Regions from separate parts of the Mus musculus genome. Here regions 2, 3, 4 and 5 are each linked to region 1. Evidence: chromatin contacts called from public Hi-C and HiChIP or PLAC-seq data. All regions are on one chromosome and are shown on one strand. Each heading gives the region's core, a stretch centred on a gene start, on an enhancer-like site or on the middle of the called end of the contact. The rest is flanking DNA. Distances are from core to core; before and after follow the strand shown.

Evidence for each region. Hi-C and Micro-C count contacts between places; a contact is called where the count stands out from the background. HiChIP or PLAC-seq counts read pairs in DNA pulled down with a chosen protein or histone mark.
Region 2: a contact with region 1 is called in a FOXA1 HiChIP or PLAC-seq map of pancreatic cancer cells. The contact joins the promoter of Parp10 here to the promoter of Zfp623 in region 1. A contact is called at or near these places in 8 of 39 promoter capture datasets (the 3T3-L1 cell line, 3T3-L1-derived adipocytes, embryonic stem cells and 1 more) and 3 of 115 datasets of contacts at active chromatin or transcription factors (bone marrow-derived macrophages, effector CD8 T cells and pancreatic cancer cells).
Region 3: an HNF4G HiChIP or PLAC-seq map of pancreatic cancer cells shows a contact between it and region 1. The contact joins the promoter of Zfp41 here to the promoter of Zfp623 in region 1. A contact is called at or near these places in 3 of 484 Hi-C or Micro-C datasets (embryonic stem cells, rod photoreceptor and uterus) and 2 of 115 datasets of contacts at active chromatin or transcription factors (embryonic stem cells and pancreatic cancer cells).
Region 4: a contact with region 1 is called in an H3K27ac HiChIP or PLAC-seq map of trophoblast stem cells, with 9 read pairs. The contact joins the promoter of Plec here to the promoter of Zfp623 in region 1. A contact is called at or near these places in 6 of 39 promoter capture datasets (cranial neural crest, embryonic stem cells, hippocampal neurons and 3 more), 4 of 484 Hi-C or Micro-C datasets (B cells, LSK cells and embryonic stem cells), 10 of 115 datasets of contacts at active chromatin or transcription factors (astrocytes, embryonic forebrain, embryonic stem cells and 6 more) and 2 of 9 other capture datasets (adipose tissue and embryonic stem cells).
Region 5: a Hi-C map of olfactory sensory neurons shows a contact between it and region 1, with 4 times the contacts expected there. The contact joins the promoter of Gpaa1 here to the promoter of Zfp623 in region 1. A contact is called at or near these places in 5 of 39 promoter capture datasets (the 3T3-L1 cell line, cranial neural crest, hippocampal neurons and 2 more), 7 of 484 Hi-C or Micro-C datasets (the C2C12 cell line, the G1E-ER4 cell line, LSK cells and 2 more), 3 of 115 datasets of contacts at active chromatin or transcription factors (astrocytes, embryonic stem cells and pancreatic cancer cells) and 1 of 9 other capture datasets (pancreatic islet).

Annotation. Positions count from the first base shown.
Region 1 is chr15:75,939,540-75,942,239 of GRCm38.p6, reverse strand. Zfp623 (zinc finger protein 623) reads right to left here and starts at 1,288. Exons shown (of 2, transcript NM_030199.3): 1 at 1,081-1,288.
Region 2 is chr15:76,242,066-76,244,766 of GRCm38.p6, reverse strand. Parp10 (poly (ADP-ribose) polymerase family, member 10) reads left to right here and starts at 1,327. Exons shown (of 11, transcript NM_001163575.1): 1 at 1,327-1,420; 2 at 1,525-1,703; 3 at 1,781-2,035; 4 at 2,128-2,364; 5 at 2,445-2,701. The coding sequence starts at 1,532.
Region 3 is chr15:75,615,424-75,618,123 of GRCm38.p6, reverse strand. Zfp41 (zinc finger protein 41) reads right to left here and starts at 1,440. Exons shown (of 3, transcript NM_001044718.2): 1 at 1,304-1,440; 2 at 1-80.
Region 4 is chr15:76,204,878-76,207,577 of GRCm38.p6, reverse strand. Plec (plectin) reads left to right here and starts at 1,257. Exons shown (of 33, transcript NM_001163540.1): 1 at 1,257-1,980. The coding sequence starts at 1,440.
Region 5 is chr15:76,329,858-76,332,557 of GRCm38.p6, reverse strand. It overlaps Gpaa1 (GPI anchor attachment protein 1), which reads right to left and starts at 1,264. Exons shown (of 12, transcript NM_010331.2): 1 at 1,095-1,264; 2 at 483-662; 3 at 287-398; 4 at 1-74. The coding sequence starts at 1,168. It overlaps Exosc4 (exosome component 4), which reads right to left. Exons shown (of 3, transcript NM_175399.4): 3 at 1,888-2,700. It also overlaps a transcript of Oplah not described here.

The sequences.
Region 1 (2,700 bases), core at 39-2,538:
CCAGGTCTACCCTCTCTCTATATCATCCTCCAACGCATTCCAGAACCAGAAATCCACCCCCAAGGCTCCAGGAGTGTCCATAGCTGCATGTGTTGGCTTGTGAGGTTTCTCTATACCTCCCATATGAAAAAAGAATGCCATCATTATGCCAAGTATTAAAACAGATACAATGCCACATCCGTGACAGGAACAAAGGTCTGCTCTCTGCCTTAAAACTTGATGTGTATATGTTTGTTTGTGTGTGTGTGTGTGTGTGTGTGTGTGTGTGTGTGCGCGCGCGCGCGCGAGGGGCATGGGGAGTCTGATTTCTTCGTGATCAGAAGACATTTGTTTCTTTCATTGTAATGGGTCTCAAAGGAACGATGTCTAGAAGAGCACAGGGCGATTGTGAATATCAGCTCTCCACCTGGAAAACTACTTGAGTTTAGAACTGTTCTTCTGCTAATATCCCGGGAAACCTCTAGCATAGCACTCAAGCCCTGGGGACTCCTGGACCACGGTGGGGCCGGGTGCAAAGAGGACTAAATGTCCCTGGCATTATCACAGAGATGTCATAGACGTTGACTCAGACACTTCATGGAATAGAACAGCTTGTATGACACCTCACCCCACCTAAGAATCCTCCTTCATGACATACGGAGCTGATTCTGTCCAACACACATATTATCTTCAACCCCTGAAGCACTGGGGTGCCTGCACTGCATCCCCTCGGACAGAGGCCGAAAGGACTGAGGGAAGGCAGAAGGCAGGAGGGCAAGGTCCAAGCCGAAGAGCAGCGTGGCGCGCACCTGCATTCCATCACCTGAGCGGCTTAGCCTTCAAGCAGCCATCCGGGGGCCCGACCTGCAGGCGCCGAGGCCGAGTGTGCAACCCTCGAGGGCCTCGATGTCTGCGGACGATCGGTCCATGCATCTACCGCCCGCAGCTCGGCGAGGAGACGCAAGGCTCCGGCCCGAACCAAGCGAGGAGCTACGGACAGAGGCCAAAGCGAAGTGCAGCCGGCCCGGGACACCAACCAACTCGCTGAGCCCCGCCGGTCACGAGCCCGCCCACCCGCGCGAGCCGCTCCGCCTCACTCACCCGGAGCTCGGCGGCGAGAGGACGGCGCGGAACCAAGCCGAGCAGCATCCAGGCGGGTAACCCCGGGCGGCCACAAAGCCCGCACCGCTGCCGCACGCCCCGGCCGGAAACTGCCCGAGGCTCCGCCCGGAGGACATCCGTAGGCACTCTAGGATAAGAATGGGGGCCGGGGCCGTCTCCCTGTCACAGACTTCCGGGCCAGATTCCTGCGGTCAGCCGGAGGACCCAGTGCGCAGACGCGGTGGCTGAGAGCCCTGTTTGCGCACGTGGGTGTGGGATTAGCGGCGAAGCTAGGCAGTAGATGTCGTCAGACTTCCCTGGAAGAGCTGGGAAAGGCAGGCTCTTTAGAGAGCTTTTAGTAAAGATTTCTTGTTGGTTGTTAGTGATGGTTCTGTATGTAGCTTTTGGTTTTAGCTTTGAGCGTTTAGAACATCTTTATCATTATCTTATGTGTGTATGCCTATGGTGGAAAGACAACTTTGAGCCGCTGTGCCTATGACACAACATCTTTGTAATAAACCACTGGAGACTCAGAGTAGTGAAATCGAGGCAGTTTATTTTACAACTTTGCAAAGTCAGGTGTGAGCCTAGAATGCCAAGCTCACTCACTGATGGAGGCAGAACTTTATTTTATTGTGTGTTTTAGTGTTTTGCATGTGTGTATGTCTGTTCACCATATGTGTGCTTGGTGCTCCTGGAGGCCAGAAGAGGGCATTATATTCTCCTGGAAATGGGATTATAGACACAGTTCTTAGCTGCCATGTGGGTGCTGGAAATCAAACCAGGATCCTTTGGAAGAGCACCAACCAACTGCTTGATCTTAACCCCAAGGAATCTCTTCAGCCTCGTGGAAGGTACAACCTTAAGAGTCATCTAGGTCTTAACAAAAAAAAAAAAAAAATTGTGTGGGTTTATCTCTATATTTTATATCCTGTTTTTAAAAAATCTGCCACTGAAACTGCACAGTGCCAAGCCTCAGCTGCCCTCCATGAACTGTTCATGTCTTCAAAACCAGTAAGTACCACCTGGGTGACTCTTATGCTACCAAGTTCAGCTGCCAGCATGAGGGACAACCTTGGCTGCTTCTGGAACACAGCTTCTGTGTAGCTCTTAGGAAATACTTAGAAAGTTTTTACCTCAATGATGCTAGTTTCTTCTTAATCACTACTAATTCTTCAGCTGTAGCTGACCAGCATCGAGTATCACAGCAAAGCAAAGGTTTCACTTTAGTAGTCCTGGTATCTTGTTCATTACAGCTGATTCTTCAGCCTCAGCTAACCTGAATCCCAGAATCTTTTTTTTTCCATTTTTTATTAGGTATTTAGCTCATTTACATTTCCAATGCTATACCAAAAGTCCCCATACCCCCCCCCACTCCCCTACCCACCCACTCCCCCTTTTTGGCCCTGGCATTCCCCTGTACTGGGGCATATAAAGTTTGCAAGTCCAATGGGCCTCTCTTTGCAGTGATGGCCGACTAGGCCATCTTTTGATACATATGCAGCTAGAGACAAGAGCTCCGGGGTACTGCTTAGTTCATATTGTTGTTCCACCTATAGGGTTGCAGTTCCCTTTAGTTCCTTGGGTGCTTTCTCTAGTTCCTCCATTTGGGGGCCCTGT
Region 2 (2,701 bases), core at 78-2,577, 300 kb before region 1:
GGGATTAGAGGGATAGGAACTGGGGACAATTAGACTTTAGCTTTCACTGTCATTGGCTCCTGGGATTTGTAGCAGCCGCTGGTCCCCTGTCACCTCTGTGGAGGAGCCACAGTGGGGGTGGCAGAGAAGGAAAAAGGGTAGCATGGTCCTTCAAGAAGTCTTGGAGGCTCTCGATTGTGGGGGAGGTCATGGAGATTCAAGGACTACAGGGTTAGACATATAGACTGGGCAAAACCCCATGATCCTTTGGAAGAACAGCAGAGGTCGAGCTGGCCTGACTGGAAGGTGTGGGTAGAGAGCAGCAGCTCTGGAGATGAAAGAAACAAGCAAGCTATGGGGGCGGACAGGAAAGTGACTTCTCAAGGCACAGCCTCCAATCTGGGCATGCTTGTCCACACCTATATCTCCACCATTCAGGACTGAGAATGACAGAAGAATCCTTTCTAGTTCAAAACCAGTCCGGCCTGCACACTGAGTTTCAGGCAGTCTGGGCTACCGAGTGATACCCGGTATCAATAATAATAATAATAATAATAATAATAATAATAATAATGGCAAAGCTTAGGTGTGAGGCGAGGCCCTCTGGGTCCTGTCTGTGATTCCGGCTCCCCTTCTGTGGAAGGATGAACAGCAGAAAGGCATGTCAGCACAGTGGCTACATCGCGGGCAATGGTGATGAGCAAGGAGCATAGAAAGAAGGACTAGGCAGATGTGGGCTGAAGGGAATCACAAGGGAAAAGCTGTGTTATGATCTGAGCATTAGGCTTTTAAACAGTCACCTTTGTTTGTTTATGCGTGCACCCGCCATGCTGTGGCACACACATGGAAGACAGACAACTTGCAGGAATCAGTTCTCTATCATATGAGACCCAGGGACCAGAAAATTCGTCTCTGGGTTTGAGATTTTGGGGGGCGAAGGGTGGAACTGCTCACCCTTAGCATTTAGAAGCAAGGCTGATTATCCTCTGGGTTTGACGGTTTCTAAGAGCCGGACCCAGCCAGGGGCCAGCCTCTAAGATCAGCGCTGCTCATGTCTGGGACCCAGGGCACAGAAGCCTAGAGATTCTTGGGGTGGGGGGTTGACAGTGTGACTGTATCTCAAGCATCCCATAGGAAGGGTGATTAGCCACAAAGAGAAGCCAAAGAAGAAGAGAAAGTCTAGGAGACATCTGGTCTACCCCACTAGCTAAGAGGCTAGTGGGTGGTTCGGCAGAAAGGTCCTTAGAAGTTCCTTGTGGACTGAGGATTAAGGCTAGAGCAGGAGAGGAAGTTCCTGAACTACTTACAGCCTCTGGCTTAGCTCCTCCCTCTTTCCTGTCCCCAGTCAGTTTCACTTTTGTTTTCCTACCTTAGGCCTTCTGCCTGGGAAGGACAGCAGGCATAACTGACTGGCCTGAGACACTGGCCTGAGACAGCAGGGGTGAGTGTAAATATGGGGTGCTGGGGAGCAGCTGAGAGCGTGGGAGAGAGGACTGGACAGGGGAAGTGAGTGGTCCTCTTCTCCTCCCATGTGTTGCCGCCCAGGACTCTGATGGCAGAGGTGGAGGCAGGGGCAGCCTTGGAGCTCCGGGGACTGCCCCCAGAAATACCAGATGAGCTCATTACTCTGTACTTTGAAAACCACCGTCGCTCGGGTGGAGGACTTCTATTGAGCTGGCAGAGACTTGGCTGTGGGGGTGTCCTCATCTTTCAAGATCCTGCAGGTGAGGAGGTTGAATCAAGAGGTTGCCTGGGTGCCCTGAAGCGTTGCCATCTCTGACACTTTCATCTCTGCTCACAGATGCAAAGAGGGTCTTAGCCCAGGCAGAGCACCGACTACATGGTGTCCGACTGAGCCTGAGGCCAGCCCCACCGCGTGCCCCAGAACGTGTGCTTCTCCAACACCTGCCACCTGGCACTTCACCTCTGAGTCTGGAGCAACATGTTCAGGCCTTGCTGGGTGCTGCAGGACACCCCGTGCAGACTTGCCATGCCCTGGCCAGTCCTCGGCAGGACTGTGCCCTGGTCCAGTTATCCACGCCCCTTTCTGAGGCAGGTAAGAGGCACGTGAGAGGCAGGGCTGGTGGGGGGGGCGGCATAGCTTCTAGTTAAGGAGGGTGCCCGAGTTGATTCATATACTGCCCACAGAGGTCAGTGCCCTGGCAGAACAGGCCCGGAATCTGCCCCTGAATGGAGCCACTGTGTCCTTGGCCTGGGTGCCCCAGACCCGAGCAGTACGTGTGGTGGACAGTGCTTCTCCTGTGGACCTGTTATTGTTGGAGCTCTACCTGGAAAATGAGCGTCGCAGTGGTGGCGGACCCCTGGAGGGTCTGCGCAGCCTGCCTGGGCAGCTAGGCACTGTTATTTCCTTTCAGCAATGGCAGGGTAAGTGGTGTCTGAAATTAGGAGGACCCTTCCTCTACGCTAGAGACTCAGTGTGCTTTCTGTCTTCTCTCTCCCTCCAGTGGCTGAACGGGTGCTGAAGCAGAAACACTGGCTACAGGGCATTGAGTTGAGCCTTGTCCCTCACTATGATGTCTTAGAGCCAGAAGCGCTCGCTGAGGGCGTCAGTGGCAGGGACCATTCAGCTACTCAAGAATCTGGAGTCATTGGTCATGCGCCTACAGGAACTGGAGGACTGGCCGGGGCTCTGACCATGGCTGTGGGCTCTGGGGAGGCACCACAACAATTAGGAACCCTTCTAAGGGCAGGTCCTGTAGGA
Region 3 (2,700 bases), core at 191-2,690, 320 kb after region 1:
CTTCTCTGGGACTTCGCTGTCAGGGACAGCTCCTGCGTACGAAGCTGCATCAAGCAGACAGAACCACGGTCGTCTTGCTTCTGGAGGCAAAAGCATGAACAACAGGTCAGAGGCAGCTCTTAGCTCTCTGCAGCTCCACTGTCTTTCCAGCTGCTCACATGATGAGCCCCTCAGACTAAAGTGGACTCCCCAGAGCTCTAGCCCCAGGCCTATAAGCTGAGCTCAGAGCCTCTGGTCCACTGTATGCTCATCTCTTTGAGTGACTCTCTCACTCAGCCACAGACACTCCTGGGCCTGAAGACAAGATTTTCACTCATCCCAGAGAAAGCCATAGCCATCATGGACCGATGGCCATTTTCCACCTCCCCAAACAGAACCTTCCCCGTTCTTCCTTATCCTCTCTACCCGCCCACATTGGGACTGTGCAAACACCCTGGAGTAGGAAGTAACTCTACCATACAACAGCCTGGTTCTGAGCCTGGAAAACTCAGGGCTCTCCTCATAATCCACAGCAAACCCCATCAGACCCCCAAAGGATGCCTCTTGTATTGATGAGGCTCTCTCTATGTGACCCCTCTTTATCTCTAAACCTGCACCATCCCCTTTACTCCCAGAGGCCCAAAGGGGTGGGCTCTGCTGGCAGTTCCATCTAGAGCACCCACACTTTCCCAAAAACACTTTGGGAACACACTGTATTTTGTTCTAAGCATTTGACAAATACCCACATATCTAACCCAGCAGATAAAATTCTTATCCGGATTCAGAGTCCAAGATCCAGGCGGCTAGGTGACTGTTTGCTCTATGTCAGCATCTGAAAGTGTTTGTCTTTTGTGGGACAGCTCAGGAGACACCTGAGAGTCCCTGTCTGCAGCATCACTCAGTACCAATTCAAACACCATCACTCTGGTGAGAGGAATGACAAGCGGGACCCAGGTGTCTGTGTCTGCTCACCAAGGACCATCCTCACTGAAAACTTAAATAGTCATTAAAACCAGAGAAGACCCCAGCGACTTAGCTTATTGCCCCCTCTCTTCACAGGCCTGTGCACAGGAGTAGGTGCGAGTGATTCAGGCAACTTAGTTGAATTCCGCTGACCTAGGGACTCAGGTCCATCAAGGAGCTGCTGGAGCCGGCAGGATAAGGCGCTCAATGCATCCAGCAACAAGGGGCTTCGCTAGGTAGCCCGGCCCACCTTCCCCGCCTCCAAGGACCTCTGCAACACCGCCGAGGTGGTCCACAGAGAAACGACTCAGAAGCCGGCCTTCGCCCGGTCGGGGCTACCGTGCACACACGCAGAGAGTACCTGATGGGTGCCGAGCACAGACGCCGGCGGAACGTGGCCGTAAGCAGGCTGACCGGCGGGCGGGCGACCGTTAACAATGCCCACTTGAGCCCGCCACTCCCGCGCCTAAAGGCGCCCGCCCCTCTGGTGCCGCTCTACCTTCCCCGGCCTCTCGGTGGTGCTGCCGCGCACCCTAAGCCCCGCCCACCGCTCGAAACCCACTCCAGTGCCGCTCTAGGACCCTTGCCGGGTTCTCGGTGGTACCGCCGCAAGCTCCGGAGCCCCGCCTGCTCGTTCACGCCCTTCTGGTGTCGCTCTAGGAGCAGCCGCCCGGCCTCTCTGTGATCCCGTGCTGCGGCCGTAGGCCCGCCTACCTCTCCCCGCCCCTTCGGGTCGGCTCTAGGAGACACTGCCCTCGCTCCTTGTGATGCTGTGGCTGCGGGCTCGAGCTTCGCTTGAGAGGATGCTAAGCAGGCGTCTGTGCCTGTGCAAGCTTCTGGGCTGCGGGCGGCGCCTTTCTCCCGGCGTGCGCCTCTTCTCAGGACTCCAAGCCTTCTTCTGCAGGCTTCGTGTTATTTCTCAGTCATCGGGTTTGCCATCTGTGGCACGCCGGGATGGCGGACCCAGTAGTGCACGGCCTGTAGCCCCCTGGAATCATCCGACCCCGCCCCTCCTTTCCGGCAAAGCCAGGGTCCCCTGCTCTGTCCTTAACGCGGGCCTTTACAGATATTTAAATCTAGTCACTTCTTGTGCTCTTTCGACTTTCTGGGTATATTCTCCACTATTATATTTGGTTAGGCTGGCTTAGAACTAGCAATCTCTTGCCTCGGTCGAGTCCTGGGACGATAGGTGTGGCCCACGGCGCTTGGAGAATGAAGTTATGAGAAACGAATCGAGAGCTGTTGTGTGCTTGGTGAAGTCTCCCTGGGGGCGCCATTTTACATGACTAGTACACAGTGTTAGTGCCTCCTGTGCTGCAGAAGCCTGTATCAAACCTCTAACAGACCCTTTCTTTAAGTGTCGTCTCCACCTCATCCGTTTAGATTCAACGCCAACATGCTAGATAAATGTAATTGTCCAGCGTGCAACTTGGCGGAGCTTGCCGATTATCATTCAGGCATCGCTGTCTAGATTCACAAGAGTGGCTGTGTATTGAATGGTGGTTCATTCAGCCTCCTGAACAGCTGCCTCTGCGCTGTGTGCATCACAGCTTTGGGATCCTTTGTCCACTGAAGGACGTGTTTACAAGGTTGTTGGGAAGCAGCGCCCCCCCCCCCGCCCTCCCCCCGTGCTGTTTCATTTCCCTGGGACCGTGCCCAGGAAGGCAGTTGCTAGGTCCCAAACTGCATGTTGCCTTTTGCAAGAAACAGACAAGCTGCTTTCCAGAGAGCCTGTGCCATTTCTCATTCATTCCTACC
Region 4 (2,700 bases), core at 8-2,507, 270 kb before region 1:
CGACAGCCCATAAACCCGCCCCACGCACTGCTTTGTTGGCTGCCCGCCTGCCTCTGGCCAGCGCCTCCCACCGCAGGATCCCCCGCCTCCGCCCTATTTATAATCAGTTCCTGGGGTTGCAGTGCTTGGTGGGAATGGGTGTGTCCATTCAGGGAGAGCCTTAATGGCATGGGGGGTTTGGTGCGGCACCACAGGGAGAGTTGGAGTATTGGGTGGTGGCACCCAGCACAGGCTACATGCGTGTGGGACCCTCGGTTGTGAGGGCCCAGCAGAGGTGACAGCTGTGCTAGGCAGCCCTTAGGGCATGAGCTCAGTCCTCTTCCTTTCACTTCAGTTCCTGCTGGTGTCCTCGTGTCCTCTCCACAGCACCTGCCCCTCCGGCCACAAGTGGACACTCAGGCTGCCTGGGGGTAGGGAATTTTTGGATGTCAGGGCCACCAAGCCTGGGGTGTTAGGGACTTGGTGACTTTGATTCCCTATGGCAGCTGGGAGTCCCTGGCGTCCAACAGCTGCACTGAAGGTGTGGGAGGAAAGAGGCCTCACCCAGAGCTCTCTTCAGAGGTCTTGGACTGGAAAGTGGCTTTGTTTCTGGACCCACCCTAATCTAGCCTGTCGTGGAAGTGTTACGTTCCATGGTCATCTGGTGAGAGGGGCACAGTACTGTCCCTTTCCTTTTCTGATGGACAGCGGCAGTGGTGCCTGCCGCCAACTGTCTGTGCGTCCTGGCAGCTCCTCCCACTCTTCTCCTTCAGGTCTCTGGCCACCACCACACCCCAGATTCTTCTCCATACCCTAATCTTCCTCCCTTGGATTCTTTTAGTTTTCTACTTTGCGCAACCCCTCCTTTAGATAGCTATGGACAGATGATACCTCACCTCACCCTGAGATCACAGTGAGGGGGTGCTGTCCTTATGAGGACCCTCCTGCTCTCTCTGCTCCCTGTTTTCTGCCCATCTGTTCTCTTCTGAGGGGGGCGGGGTTGATTCTTGATCCATATTACACTCCGTCCTGCCTTCACACAGTCTTGAGAACCTTGAACAAGTGTTTTAGAAACACATGTAATTTCTGACATTGGAGCTATGTGGCCCGGGTGGGGAGGGGCAGTTTATTGGTGCCCCCCACTCTTCAAGGGGCCCCCGCCAGTAGTGGGTGGGAGGGACCGGCCCTGCTGCTGAGTCAGAGGGGGCCGGCCCAGGCGTCCTGGAGGGCGGGCAGGCGGGAGGCTCAGACAGGCAGCCTTGCCGGCGCAGGAATTCACAGAGCAAGGCTCTGGAGCCGCACTGCCCCTGAGCCTGCGCCCTTGTGCTTAGAACCGGAGCCTGCCTGCCTGTTTGCCAGTGGCCCCTGCTGCATCTTGTGCCAAAGGAGCTTCATCAGCCTCCTGGCTGTGCCCCACCTGCTGTCCTCACCCTGTGCTGACCGGCAGGCTTCCAGCAGCCATGGTGGCTGGCATGCTCATGCCGCTGGACCGGCTACGGGCCATCTATGAGGTGCTCTTCCGTGAGGGGGTGATGGTTGCCAAGAAGGACCGGCGACCCCGCAGCCTGCATCCCCATGTGCCCGGCGTCACCAATCTACAGGTCATGCGTGCCATGGCTTCACTGAAAGCTCGGGGCCTGGTGCGGGAGACCTTTGCCTGGTGCCACTTCTACTGGTACCTGACCAACGAGGGCATTGACCACCTACGCCAGTACTTACACCTGCCACCGGAGATTGTACCTGCCTCTCTGCAGCGTGTGCGCCGCCCTGTCGCCATGGTGATACCTGCACGTCGTCGCTCCCCCCATGTGCAGACCATGCAAGGTCCCCTAGGCTGCCCACCAAAGAGGGGGCCTCTGCCAGCTGAGGACCCTGCCCGTGAGGAGCGGCAGGTCTATCGCAGGAAGGAGCGTGAGGAGGGGGCACCTGAAACCCCTGTGGTGTCTGCCACCACCGTGGGGACCCTGGCCAGACCAGGTCCGGAGCCTGCCCCAGCCACAGGTCAGCTGAATTTTGGCTCCAGGCCGTGAGGGATGGGAAGTGACTGTAGGTGTTTTTGGTGTTGGGACTTAGGTCTGGTGGGCTCTGGGGGGCAGTACATTGTGTGTATGGTTCTGTTCATATCAGCAGGTGGCGCCCTTTCTGCTGGAGGGTGATGGGTGTTCTAGCCAGTGGACCCACGTGGCTTGTGCTCCTCTGGGTAAATCCTGGTGAGGGCGGGGCCTGAACGCCCCAAGACTGGCAGGACCAGCTGTTGGCATAGTCGTGTTTGTACCCCTCTCAGGCACTGTCCTTGCCCTTGCCCCCACCTCCTTCCCCCACCCTTTAGGGGCCCCTCTTTTCAGAAGTGGGCGTGTAGAGAAGATCTGCTGGCATGAGACTGACTCAGGCAAACCGCTTGTCCACTGAGGCTTGAGTCTGTCTTCCCCTATGGCCAAGTGGCTAAGATTCTGTATTACATGAGCAGTACTGAGGGCCCCCATGACTGGGTGCTTGGCCTGCTGGGAGTTGGCCATGATCTGGAGGTGGAGCGGCTCTAGATGAGATGGGAAGAAGGGCACAGCTCAGGAGCACTGCCTAGGAGGGCAGAGGTCAGGGCATTGGGATGCTGACCCAGCCCATGGTCTGGGTGAGGGTCTGGTTCCCCCCAGCTGGGAACCAGGTCTTAGAGGATGGGACAACAACCCATTGGCCCAGGGGTTTCCAGAAGGTACCCCCTCT
Region 5 (2,700 bases), core at 15-2,514, 390 kb before region 1:
GTAAGCACCAGGGACTCGGTACTGGCAGAACGTGGGGCCCGCAGGATGCCATACACGTTGGTACCTGACACCATCTGCACAAAGAGTTGATGGGAAAGCCTCAGCAGACCCTCCAGCGGACAGCCTGAAGCCTGTCTTTTTTCCTGGCACTTCAATGCCCACCACTAAAGTTCTTCAGACCATCCCTCCCAGAGTTTCTTGGTTTCAGGGCACTTCAACAAGACACCCAACCCAGGCCACCCTTCCAATGTGCTTTTCTCCCAGGCACACCCCTTTCCCTCAATACATAGCGCTCGTGGGTCTCATCCGGGAAGGGTAGTTTGCGGGAGAAGCTCTGGGTGTAGACCTCCAGCCCTACGGATCGCATGGACCGTTCCAGCCAGGCTACTGGCAGAGCCCTGGAGACACAAAAGATAGCCTCTAAGTAGAGCTCCCTGGTCTCGGCCGCCCCTGAAATCCCCAGCCCGCTGCTAGGCACTCACCCCGGCTTCTTGCGGTGGGCAGCGAAGTCCCGGGCAAAGCTCCGAGCGCGGTCTCCACCTACAAACTGTTCCTCCACCATGGTGGAGCCCATGGCATTCTCAGACATGTAAGTGCGCTGGGTTAACGGCGGAAAAGCCAGCGCCAGAAACCAGGCGATCCCGGCCACGTAGCTCAGCACACTGCGAGAGAGTACAGAGTGGGCTCGGAATTAGCCCGACCTGGAACGCTAGCTCGTGGCTTCCACCATGACCCAGAGGGTCCAGCGGGATGGTCCAAGCCATTAAGAACCCGGAGCCAAAGCCGGGCAGTGGCAGCACACGCTGTTAATCCCAGCATTCAGGGGGCAGAGGCAGGTACAGGCGGATCTGAGTTCGAGGCTAGTCTGGTCTACAGAATAAGTTCCAGGACAACCAGGGCTGCACAGAGAAATCCTGCCTCCGGAAAGGAAAAAAGATCTAAGACCCTAGATCAGCGATGGATAGGGACCAGAGCTCTAAGCTCAGTGTCTGAGTGACACTTGCAAAGAGGTCGCAGACCCTGGAGCAGTAGGCGCGTGTGGAGCCACAGCAGCTCAAGTTCCCGCCAGTCCCGCCCCCTGTGCCCGCCCTCACCAGAGAGGTGTGTTAAGGCGCAAGACGATGCGGGCGAGCGCGCGCCGGCGCACCGGGTCCGACAGGAGACCCATGGCGGGGCGCGGGGCTCTGCTCTCGCGGCAGCTTGACACCTCCAAGAGCAGGGTTCCTGTCGGACCCGGCGCCCGGTGCTGCCTTAATTTCCGGTCCCAGGATCCATCGCGCCACTACTCTTGGTAGCGGCAGACGGAGTTGGGAAACCAGATTGTGCGCATGCTCACAACTGAGGTCGCCAGCTCTGCGCGTGCTCAAAACTGAGGTAGGCTGGAGAAGTACGGGATGCAGTCATGGCCAGTGGGCGGAACTGGAACCTGGGGCTGTGAAGCTGCGGGCGAGCAGCTGGAAGGCGGGACGCTGGCGGATCTCACGACAGAGCAGCGACAGTGTGCCTGCCTAAAGGTTCTCGGGAGTGTAACGCAGGTGGGTAGAGAGCTAGAACGACGAGAAAAGACTGATGCCTGCTGAAGTGAGATACTGAATGACAGTGTTGTAGCTATGACTTGAGGGACCCGTGTGAACTGAGGATTCGACGCTAAATCATTTCTGTGGATGTCATGAACCTTAAGACAGTGGGCTCACTGGCACAGTGGGCGAGTTGGTGGCCAGAGGAGATGGGTGGTGGTGGCGATGAAGGTAGTTTCTCTAAAAGGTTGCAGGGGTAAGGGCCTAAGGATAGATGGCCAAGAAGCAACAAAAGGTGGCTATCCTCCTAGAGCCCAAAGTAAGCGGGAGGAAAGGCCCAAGGAAAGAAGACATTAGTCCAGTGGTTCTTAACATTCTGACCTTTAATACCGTTCCTCATGTTGTGATGATCCTCAAACATAAAATTATTTGGCTGATTCTGAATAGCTAATTTTGCCGTTACGTCATAATGTCATCTCTTAATGATGGACACCCATAGCCAGCTGAGTGCAACCTCGGCCTTGTGCTCCTGTCCCTGATGGGCTGTGTAAGCATGGCACACTCCTTAGCTGGAGGACTTGAGTGACCAACATAGGCGAAGGGGGAAACTCCAATTTGTAAGCTGATTCCAACTTGAGTTTGTTGGTCCCCGGTTTGAACTGTGGTTAATAGAAATACCACCGACAAGTCCAAGAAGAAACTGCCCTGGGCCAGAGCCAATCAGGGAAATAGAGGGAAAGTGCCTACCATTGCAACGGTTACAGATAAATTGCTCATCACTGACCAAACCCTGTGCATCGAGATACCTCTTTGTGCCGGGCGGTGGTGGCACACGCCTTTAATCCCAGCACTCAGGAGGCAGAGGCAGGCCTGGTCTACAGAGTGAGTTCCAGGACAGCCAGGGCTACACAGAGAAACCCTGTCTCAAAAAAACAGGAAAAAAAAAAAGATAACTTTGCGAAATAAGGCAACTGACAGGCAGGAGACCCCTGCTCCCTGATCAAACTAGTATAAAAACCCTGCCTAATTGAGGCTCAGGGCTCTCAGCACAAATCTGGTGTGTTGGAGGAGTCTGAGGTCCAAGCTTAAGGGTGAAGAAAGTCTGAATTCGCATGCAGATTCATACTCCCAGGGGTCTTTGCGGACCCTAATATCTGGGCAGGCACAACAGGTGCACCCTTGC